Regions from separate parts of the Sus scrofa genome. Here region 2 is linked to region 1. Evidence: chromatin contacts called from public Hi-C data. All regions are on one chromosome and are shown on one strand. Each heading gives the region's core, a stretch centred on a gene start, on an enhancer-like site or on the middle of the called end of the contact. The rest is flanking DNA. Distances are from core to core; before and after follow the strand shown. Region 1 holds the start of KRCC1 (lysine rich coiled-coil 1). Region 2 holds the start of KDM3A (lysine-specific demethylase 3A).

The links. Hi-C and Micro-C count contacts between places; a contact is called where the count stands out from the background.
Region 2: a contact with region 1 is called in a Hi-C map of skeletal muscle, with 5 times the contacts expected there. The contact joins the promoter of KDM3A here to the promoter of KRCC1 in region 1. A contact is called at or near these places in 2 of 5 promoter capture datasets (fetal liver and liver) and 2 of 47 Hi-C or Micro-C datasets (liver and skeletal muscle).

Annotation. Positions count from the first base shown.
Region 1 is chr3:57,926,227-57,931,351 of Sscrofa11.1, reverse strand. It overlaps KRCC1 (lysine rich coiled-coil 1), which reads right to left and starts at 3,089. Exons shown (of 4, transcript NM_001243946.1): 1 at 2,838-3,089.
Region 2 is chr3:58,352,813-58,357,937 of Sscrofa11.1, reverse strand. It overlaps KDM3A (lysine-specific demethylase 3A), which reads left to right and starts at 2,938. Exons shown (of 26, transcript XM_003124935.6): 1 at 2,938-3,055; 2 at 3,643-3,857. The coding sequence starts at 3,672.

The sequences.
Region 1 (5,125 bases), core at 1,840-4,339:
GGTGGAGCAAAAGCACCCCAGGTTAAGAACCACTCAACTGGACTAGTCCAACTCTACTCCCCTAGAGATGATAAAACTCAGGTGGAGGAAGTCTGGGACTTAGGTCATACAGTTAGTTGAAAAACCAGTACTAGAACCTATTAATAGTCAAGACTCCTACTCCAGTATTCTATCACCTTGAAGCAGTACAGAAAGGTAACTGCTGGCATCTTGTGAACTGACTCTATTTAAAGTCTTTAGTAATCACACACATTCAAAGTCATGGCAAAAACCAAAAACTCTGACAAAAAGCTGTTTTTTTTTTTCCCCCCTAGGAAAACCACTTCCAAGTCTTCTTGTAATCTATGGAAGCTAAAGTGAATTATAGTATTGACACCTTTTACTCAGACTTACTTATTAGTGAGAAGGCAGGAAGTTTGGTATAAAAGCGGAAAATTCAGGAGATTTTATTTATTTATTTTTGTCTTTTTAGGGCTGCACCTGTGGCATATGGAGGTTCCCAAGGTAGGGGTTGAATCAGAGCTGTAGCGGCTGGCCTATGCCACAGCCATAGCCACTGGATCCGAGCCTCATATGTGACCTAGACCACAGCTCATGGCAACTCCAGATCCTTAACCCACTGAGCGAGGGCAGGGATGGAATCTGCATCCTCATGGATACTAATCAGATTCGTTTCTCCTGAGCCATGAAGGGAACTCCAGATTTTATTTTATTTCAGAACAATGATACTAACCCAGGTTGACAAGATACTAAATCTAGTCTTCTTTGGAAGACTTTACTAGATCATGCCTTTACTAAGGGACTTAGGGGAACATCACTTGGTTGCAATGAATTTTAATTTCCCTTTTAGTGAATGGAATTTACATAAAGTGCTTACAAAATGTTTTAAGAAATTTATAATACTTTACTATTTTGCCATTTCTCCAAGTGAAAGGTATAAAAGATTATCGAATAGCACACACAACAAGAATATGCTGTGGAAGAGGATGGAAATAACAATTGTTTCAATGAAGTTATTATATTTAACTTCAGGAGAAGTGAAGTGTCCCTCAGGAGAAAGGAAATTAAACTATCCAACAATGTTCTGGCTTCCACCATTTTTCACTCTGGAGACAAAAAACAACCTAAGGCAACACAGCAAATACTAAAAATTACAAAATTGAGTATGGCTGAATACTTTAATAGTTCTGCTCAAGCTCCACCATCTAAAATCATTTCCAAAGCTGCCTTAAAGCCTAAAGTCAGTTTGGAACCAGCAATTTGTTTGCAGGTATACAGTATTTATAAGAACTCAAACACATCTCAGATTGAGATGATTAAAAAATAGCTTTTTGTGTTAAGGAAAATGGGTTGGTGACAACTGTAAAAACTCCAGGCAGGTATACTCCTTCCGAACTTCTGTACAGAGACTTGACCAAACTTTAACATGACCTCTAGCATTTTATGGCTGCATCCCTGGATGACCCAGTCCCACTTTTTTTCTTTTTTTGTCTTTTAGGGTCACACCTACAGCATATGGAAGTTCCCAGGCTGGGGGTGGAATGGGAGCTGCAGCTGCACTACAGCCACAGCAATGCGGGACTGAGGTTAATCTGTGACCTACACCCCAGCTCCCGGAAATGCATCCTTAACCCACTGAGCTGGGCCAGCGACGGAACCTGAGTCCTCATGGATCCCAGTCGGGTTCATTACCGCTGAGCCACAATGGAAATTCGGACCCAGTCCCATTTTGAGCTCAGGCTGGGAAAGCTCAGGGCTGTCAAAAGGCATTTATTGTTTGTTCTAGCCAACACCTGAATATAAGGCCCTGACCTCTCTTTTTTAGAGTAGTTACTAAAAAGGGTTTACAATTGTTTGTTAATTCTTCCTCTGTCCCTTTGAGATATATGTGTACCCCCCACAACTCAGGAATGTCTTTCTCAAAGATCTGAAAGCCATCCTTTTAAAGTGTAATTATCAGAAAAGGCAGGGCCTGGGGTCTCCCAGTCTGTGGGAAAAGTGAATCCTCACTTCCACAAGATGACACAGCTCGCCTAAGTGCACGGACACTGCCCAAACCTAGGTAATTTTGCGCTTTCCTGACTCTACTGAACCCCTTCCTTCATTTTCCCTCTAAAACCCCGTCACCTCTGCGCAAATCGGAATGGAGCTCAGCTCTTTCCCTACTGCAGTTACTGAATAAAAGCTGTTTTTGCCTCTCTGATGTCCTGCTGTATTATCTTTGACTCTGGTAGATACAAATTTAAATTCAGACGACTACTACAATAGGCCCGTAAATCTTAGAAGCTTGTTTTACAGGGTGTTATCCTCAAAAGCTAAGGAAAACTCTGCAAAGTAATCCCTCAAATACCTCACCCCCTCTTCCCTTCCTCCAGGGCCTCCGCAACTTGAAGCTCCCGTGTTTACTTCCTACTGTGGCCAAATTTCACTTCTCCCTCCGCGTGAGGGCTCTACTTTGTAGGATGCTGAATTTCGCCCAGCGCAGGTCTACGCCCTTCCACGTCTGGAGCCTTTTCTCTCCGTGTCTCTGTCCCCTTGATCTCGGGGTGTCCTCCTCAACCCCCTTCCCTCTCCCTGACACTCCAGATCCACGGCCTCGACCTGGCCGCCTCTCTCCCACTCCAACTTCAACTTCCCGGCAGCGGAGGCGTCCCCGCTCCCGCCGCGCTCCGTGCTGGGGCCCCGGCGGCCCTTTCCCGGGGCTGCGAGTGGGGAGGGGAGCGTAGCCCTGTCCGGGTCGGCCATCTCGCACTCTCTGGGCGCGCCCGGCCTCTACCGGGCTGGGGGATCGAGCGGCTGAAGGCCGAGGCCGCTCCCGCTGCCGGGCGGGAACTCACCTTCTCTGAGGCAGGGGCGGCCGTCTACAACTACGGCCCCCCTCCCCGCCAACGCCACCGGTCGGGGGATAGGCTGAGGTGGAGGTGGCGGAGAGGCAGGGACAACCGCTGCCGCCACCGCCGCCTCCGCCGCGGAGCAGACGGGGTGGGAGGAGGGGGCGGAGACCGGGCTTCCTGAAGGGAAGTAGCCACCACCACCACCAGCGACTGACTGGACAGCGCCCGCGCCATGGCGGCGGCGGGGCGTGCCACTGCGCTTGCGCAGTCACCCTACTCTCAGAGAGCCTTTTTAGCCCCGCCTTCTTGTTTGCTCCGCCCCCTCGGTCCCCTTCTTCCGGGACTCTGTTTTAACCTGGCCGAAGCTCTCCTCACTGCTACTCACTTCGGGCGGTGGCGGGGGGAAATCTAAAACCAACAAAGAAAAAAGTTTGGAAATCTGCGGTTTCTACCTCCAGAATATCTGAAAAATCATGATTTCCTGCTTTACCTTTTTAAAGTTTGTTAAGAGTCTTTGATACACAGTAGATTAAGCAAAATCTTTGGTGGTGATATGCTGTCATCATTGCAGCATAAATGACCTTTTTCTCTCCCTTGGCTCTCTCAGTATACGTGTATATACATACACACGTTCATCTCATCCTCTTGTTCCCTGTCTCCCAAAGAAATCACTACCCTGGTTTGTAGTCATCATTTCTTTACATATGTATATATCTTTATCACATGTATGCTTGGGGAAATTTTTTTCTTTTTTTGGTCATTTTGCCATTTCTTGGGCCGCTCCCGCGGCATATGAGGTTCCCAGGCTAGGGGTCGAATAGCAGCTGTAGCTGCTGGCCTACACTACAGCCACAGCAACGATGCCAGATCCTTAACCCACTGAGCAGGGCCAGGGATCAAACCTGAAACCTCATGGTTCCTAGTCAGATTCATTAACCACTGAGCCACGATGGGAACTCCTGCTTGGGGAAAATTTTTAGATTGTTTTTTAATTTTATAAGATTTATGTCTTTCTCTAGCAGGGCTTCTTTCACTCAATGTTTTGAGACTCATCCAAGCTGTTGCACATAAATGTTATTTATTCATTTCACTGCTATACAGTGTTACACCCCTTTTCCTGTTGATGGGCATGTCCCCTGTGCATTGTGCAAAAGTTTCTCTTGGGTAAGCTCTCCTTTCCTGTAATACAACCGCTGACTAATTTCAGGTTCCCATCATCTTTTGTTAGAACCATGGCAATAGCTACCTAATTTACCATTCTTCCTGATTTCACCGTTCCAGTCTACCAAAGGGTTCTATGTGGAAGTCATTTCTGGCTCCAGTTGTCTGTTGGAGAAAGTCCCACATGAATACTACTTCTGGGCTTCTGTGCACCTCCCTGATCTCATTATCTTCCTAGTGTTCTCACTTCCCCACCCTTTCACTTTGTGATTCAACAACATTAAACTTTTATTGATTCTTGTAAATACCCTGCTATTACATAACTCAGTTTATTGTATCTGCTACTTCTTCCTGAAACACCCTCTTCCTACTGCCTAATGAACTCCTCCTCCCCTCAGAAGTAAATCCTATCCTGAATTCAGCATTTCTCATTTTCATGTCTTTCTTTATATTTTTACTACATATGTATGTATCTCTAAGTAACATGAAGTATTGTTTTGCATGATATAAAACTTTACATAAATGTTAATATGCATACTGTTTTTTCTCCTGCACTTTGTTTTTTTTCAACTCAACATTAGTTTTTGATTTTAACCTCTGCTGAGATGTGAGGTTCTGATTCATTCCCTTTCTCATCTCTCTTAATGTCCGTTATATGAATGCACATGAGCTATCTGTTCTCCTTTCATGAGACTTTGAACTTATTTCCCATTTTTCTTTTACAGACAGTAACTTTTACCTTTAACCTTCTCATGCAGTTTCCTTGTGCACATATGTGAGAGTTTCTCCAGGGTTTATACTTAGGAGATGCTGCTGCTTTTTAACTAGGAGGCTGATGCATCAATAATACCCACCTCAAAGGGTGTTGTGAAAACACAAGTAATGCAAATAAAGCATAATTTTAAGCATTCAGATATTTATTCTTGCTTTTGGAATATCTCTCAAATGAATATGAAGCACTGGGACATAAAGGGCAATAGTCTGGTGCCAGAATGATAAAGTATAATACGTTTGCTTATGTAACTCACAGAATACCCTCTGAAGATTTCCCTGACTCCTTAGGTTTCCCTGAATATGCTTTCATATCTCTCTTGCCATCTTCTATGCTTTTCTATAATCCTTTCTAAATG
Region 2 (5,125 bases), core at 1,689-4,188, 430 kb before region 1:
AGATCTGAGCCGTGTCTTCAACCTACACCACAGCTCATGGCAACGCTGGATCCTTAACCCACTGAGTGATGCCAGGGATGGAACCCGCATCCTCATGGATGCTAGTCAGGTTCATTAACTGCTGAGCCATAATAGGAACTCTTGCTAGTCTATTCTTATTGGTACATCTAAATATGTTTTATTCCCTTTCAAATGCACTATGGCTTTTCATTATATTGTATATTTCATTTATTTATTCCCCACCTGAAGCATATTTAGATTATTTCTAATTTTTCACAGCCAAAAAAAAAAAAATGCCTAAATGAAAAACCTTGTTGCTGTTTCCTAGTTCATCTTTCTAGGTGTTTTTCTAGGGTGGATGTCTCATATTCCTCATATTTTGTAGGAAGTTTAAAATTATTTTTAAAAATCATGAATAAGTATTGAATACTGTGTGCTCTTAATATTCCTAGCTTTCTAGGTAGTTTGGCTTTCATTGTGAGTGCATGTTCTTTTAACCCTCTACTAAAATGAACATGATTTTTCTCTTTTAATCTGTTATGGTGACCTGTAGTAATTTTCTAATCTTGAAATATCCTCATATTCATATAATAAACATAATTATTCATGGTGATTATTTAAAAATATACTGCTGGAATTGGCTTCCTTATATTTTATTATTTTTTAAATTAAAATTTACTTATTTGTTTTGCTTTTTAGGGCTGCACCTGCAGCATATGGAAGTTCCCAAGCTAGAGGTCGAATCAGAGCTACAGCTACCACTCTATGCCACAGCCACAGCAACATGGATCCAAGCCAAGTCTGTGGCCTAAACCACAGATCATGACGATGCCAGATCTTTAACCCACTGAGTGAGGCTGGGCTCGAACCCACATCCTCATGGATCCTAGTTGGGTTAGTTTCTGCTGAGCCACAATAGGAACTCCCTTGCTCATATTTTATATAAGAATTTCTCACCTCTATTTATAATGTGATTAAGCTATAGCTTTCCTTTATTGCACTCTCCTGGTTAAGATTTGATAATAAAAGGTTTGCAAGTTTTATAAAATGCATAGAATATCTATCTTTCCTAAATTCTGGAACTGTGAATATAACATAGGCATTATGTGTCATTTGAAGTTTAATAGAACTTTTTCCTATTATTTTTCAAATTAATAATTATGTAATCTAAGTCCTCCATACCCTCACCTATTTTAAAAATCTGAAATGCCTGTTTCTAGGGTAGATGTATTTATATCTTCTACTCTTATTACAAATTGTCAAGATGTTTTCATAAGTTTACTCTTAGCTTAGGCTAGGCTATGTTCCTATGCTCCCAGAGTCATAATAATTCAAGAGTCTGTATTATGTTTGTGGGATTTACCCTTTATTGACATAAAATCCTTTTCTCTTTGATGCTTTTGCTTTCAGCCATATTAACAGTGCTATTTTGTTTTCCTTCAATTACCATTAGATTAGAAACTCTTTCACCCAGTATTTTCAAGTTTTCTGTGTTTTTGGAGTTCACTTGAGGTCAATTTATAGGATTTTGTTTTCAATCCAGTGTGTCTTTTTAAGTTCTGAGCAAAATTAACCCACTTATATTTATTGTAAATACTGATATTTAGACTTCTCTAGTTTTTTTTTTCTATTTACCACATTCTGTCTTAAGTTTTATTTGTTTTTTTCTCTATCCCATTCTGACCTATGTTAGACCAATAGGTTTTCTTTGTTCCATTTCCTCCCTTTTGAATGGTCTGCAAATTGCAATCCAAATTAATTCTTCAGTGTTTATTCTTAATTAAAATTTTAATTTAATGTCATCTGTTCAGAACATAGAAGTTTAAAGCCAACACGGAGTTAACTTGCATCTATAATCTCACAAATAGGTTTCTGAACTTTTTCTGATTCTCAGTTTTCACACTTGTAAAATTGGTAGCTTGAGTTCTTCACTTAATTTTAATCATGATTAAATGTGATGCCATGTCAAGCACCAGCCTTTATAAAATAAGAGAACTTCAATTCCTTTATTCCATTTTTTTCTTTATTCAACCAAAAAACTTGAGGTCCAAAAGACATAATCACCTCTCAACTCCTTTGTCCTTCAAAGTCACTTCCTCTTCACATCTCTTACACCATTATGACCTTGATCTAGTCCTTCAATTTCTTTGTAGGTCTCAGAATATCTTCCCATCCTCCCTTTACATTAAAAAAAAAAATCCATTTCGCATTCTACTGATGTCCTCTTTTGCTCTAGATTTAATTAACGTCATTTCCCAATGACTCCATGCCTTTCTTCATTTTTCCTTCAAAATGGCGGACTTTAGACTTTCCATGATGAACACCACGTGCGCCTGCGCCTCCCGCGGCCATTTCACCCAGCAGCCCAAGCTCCAGCCTCTGCTCAGCAAAGCGCCTGCGCACCAGCCTCCAGAGCGCTGTCGCTCCTCCCTCTAGCTGAGTACGCTTGAAACCGCACGTTCCCGTCCCTTCCCTCCCCCGCTGACTCTGCACCGCCCTCACCCTTTTCCTGTGAGATTCTTCCGCCAAGTGGAATGCCTATCTTCGGTCGACAGCCTACGCACTTGAAAAGCAATCCAATAGGCACTTACAGCTCTGGGCTTCGCCATTCAGTCTTATCTGTGCACCACTGTAATTTCCCTCTGGGTCCTAAAGTTGATAGCCGATTTCGCGGGACTTTTTTGTATCCTGTGAGGCAACAAATGGAAAGAATGGCTGTGGCGGAGGGATCCCTCACTTACGCTTGGTGTACTTTAACCTAATGGGGGTCGTCCGGGAGTCGGAAGGGGGAGGGGAAAGGGAGGAGGCAGCCAAGGAATTGTTTTTTTCTCTCGCCCCGCCCTCCCTAGGACGGCCAATGGCGATGGGCTCTTTCCCCACGAGTCTCGCCCAGCTCCTTGGGCCCAGCCAATGAGCGGTGGAAGCGGCTCCAAGGGGGCGGGCCCGGGAGGCTGTGCGTGTCTTGTGAGAGCTCTTGAACCAAGTCAGAGCTAGAGTCGGCTGGGCGGCTGGAAACGGCGGCCGCCGCCGGTGACTCAGGGAGGCGGGAGGCGGGGTAAGCGCGCCGCGGCCTCGGCTGAGGGGAGCGGAGGAAGAAAGGTGAAGGCGCCAAGCCCGCGGCCCCGCCGCCCCCGCGCCTCGGCGCAGGCCGGGGGTCGGGGGCTGGGAAGCGGGTGTCGGGGCGGGGCGGCGGGGCAAGTGCGGAACCGCGGGCTCGCCCCTCCCGCGGGGCCGCCCGGGGCGGGGACCCGACCGCCCGCCCGGGACGGGCCCTCTGCTTCGGGGCCTTTTCTTTTCCGGGGTGAGGGGCGAACACTTTCAAATTCACTTAAGCTGCAAATGATTTTCCCTTCACTCTGTCTGCGTTTAGGTTTAAGGTTTAGGAAAAGCGAAACTTGGGAGAGCGAGGGTCACGCGGCGCTTGGGCCCGTGTTTGCGGTGGGGGAGGGATCGGGGGCGGGGAGGACGCGGGTGGAGAGATCGGCTGCGGGATCCTCAGTCGCACCCGCGGTTGCCTGGGGTCCCGTCCTCCGAGCGGGGTTAGAACCCTTCCCTCCGCTCCGGCCTCCCCCCACCGCGCTCTCTTCCCGGCCTCCCTCCCACCGGCCGCCCCCGTTGCATTTTGTTTTTGTGTTTTTGCAGGGAGGAGCCCTTCCTGCAGCGTGGAAATCATGGTGCTCACGCTTGGAGAAAGTTGGCCAGTATTGGTGGGGAAGCGATTCCTCAGTCTGTCCGCTGCCGACGGCAGCGAAGGCGGCCACGACAGCTGGGACGTGGAGCGCGTCGCCGAGTGGCCCTGGCTCTCCGGGACCATTCGAGCTGTCTCCCACACCGACGTTACCAAGAAGGATCTGAAGGTAAAACGGCTCCCGGGCCTCGGCTGGCGGCCGTTTCCTAGTTACCTAGGTAACGAGACAGCCGGCACCCCCCCCCCCTTTTCTGAAAAGGCGACCAGAAAGTTGGCATCTGATCTGAAGGTGCAGGCAACTAGACCTTGAAAGTCTTTCAAATGGTGTGTAGAGCGAGGTGTGCTTGGCCTAGAGTTGCCTATGTTTAATAATGGGCTTAGGGTTGCTCAGACATGCTTAGTTTTTGCCCGAGCTGTGCCTCATTAGGGCTGTACGATTATTTCTCCAAAGGCGGAGTGGTGTTGTAAAGATGAAGTTGGGCAAGTGGGTGACGTTTGGAGTCATTAAGGACTGAGCGCTCCTGCTTGGAAGCGCTTTCGGTTGGGTTTCTTGTTTGTTCCCCCTAATTTCTTCACCCAACTTATTCAACTTTCAGACTTGTTAGAAAAGAAGTGTGAGAGTAGAGGGAGGAGCTTAGATCTATTAGGGTGGGTATTTGTCCGTATATGGTGGGTCAGGGCTGGAGTGGGTTCCTGGTTGTCTCTGATGAGTCTGTGGGTGGGTGTGGGATATGCCCATATATGGAGGGTCGGGGTGGAGCTGCCCCTTATATGGTGTTTTGGAGGAATGGCTTCAAAGTATTCCATTTGGGTGTTTGAGGGGAAGGAGAGAAATGGGAACAAGTGCGGCCAGTGTGATTTTTAATCACAGTGACACGCAGAACCTTGCACAGTTCTTTTCAAAAAGAGATGACTTCTGATCATACTCCCTAATAGAAGTATTGCTGTGAAAGTGTTGTCTGGAAACTACCAGTGAGGAAGCCATTGTACCAACAAAGACTCCTTTGTGCAGAAATAACTGAAAAACGGTCCCCAACAAACACTCCAAAGTGGTGATAACTTGAAGGGAGCTTGCCAGAACAGAGGAGCTTGCCATTCCTGGGTAATGGATATGTTTCAGTATCACTTGGTCATTATCTTCAATTTTTCTTGAAAACTGCTCAAATAAGGAAAGTAAGTTTTTGCGCTGGTACTTGAACATGCTGACTTCTGAAACACTGTTCACTTGAACGCTTTTGAGGTGACAGTGCATGCCCCAACCAGTATTAGTCTGCAAAGGGTTGTAGGAAAGGGATGGGTGGTGATGTGTTTGTAAAGCTTCTATAGTGTGCTTTATCATCTAGTTGAAAAGGAAAGACCGTTGAATGTTTAACCATATGCCAGGCATCATGCTGAACACTTCAGAGCTGTGCTCTTATTTAATCCTTACAGTTCTTT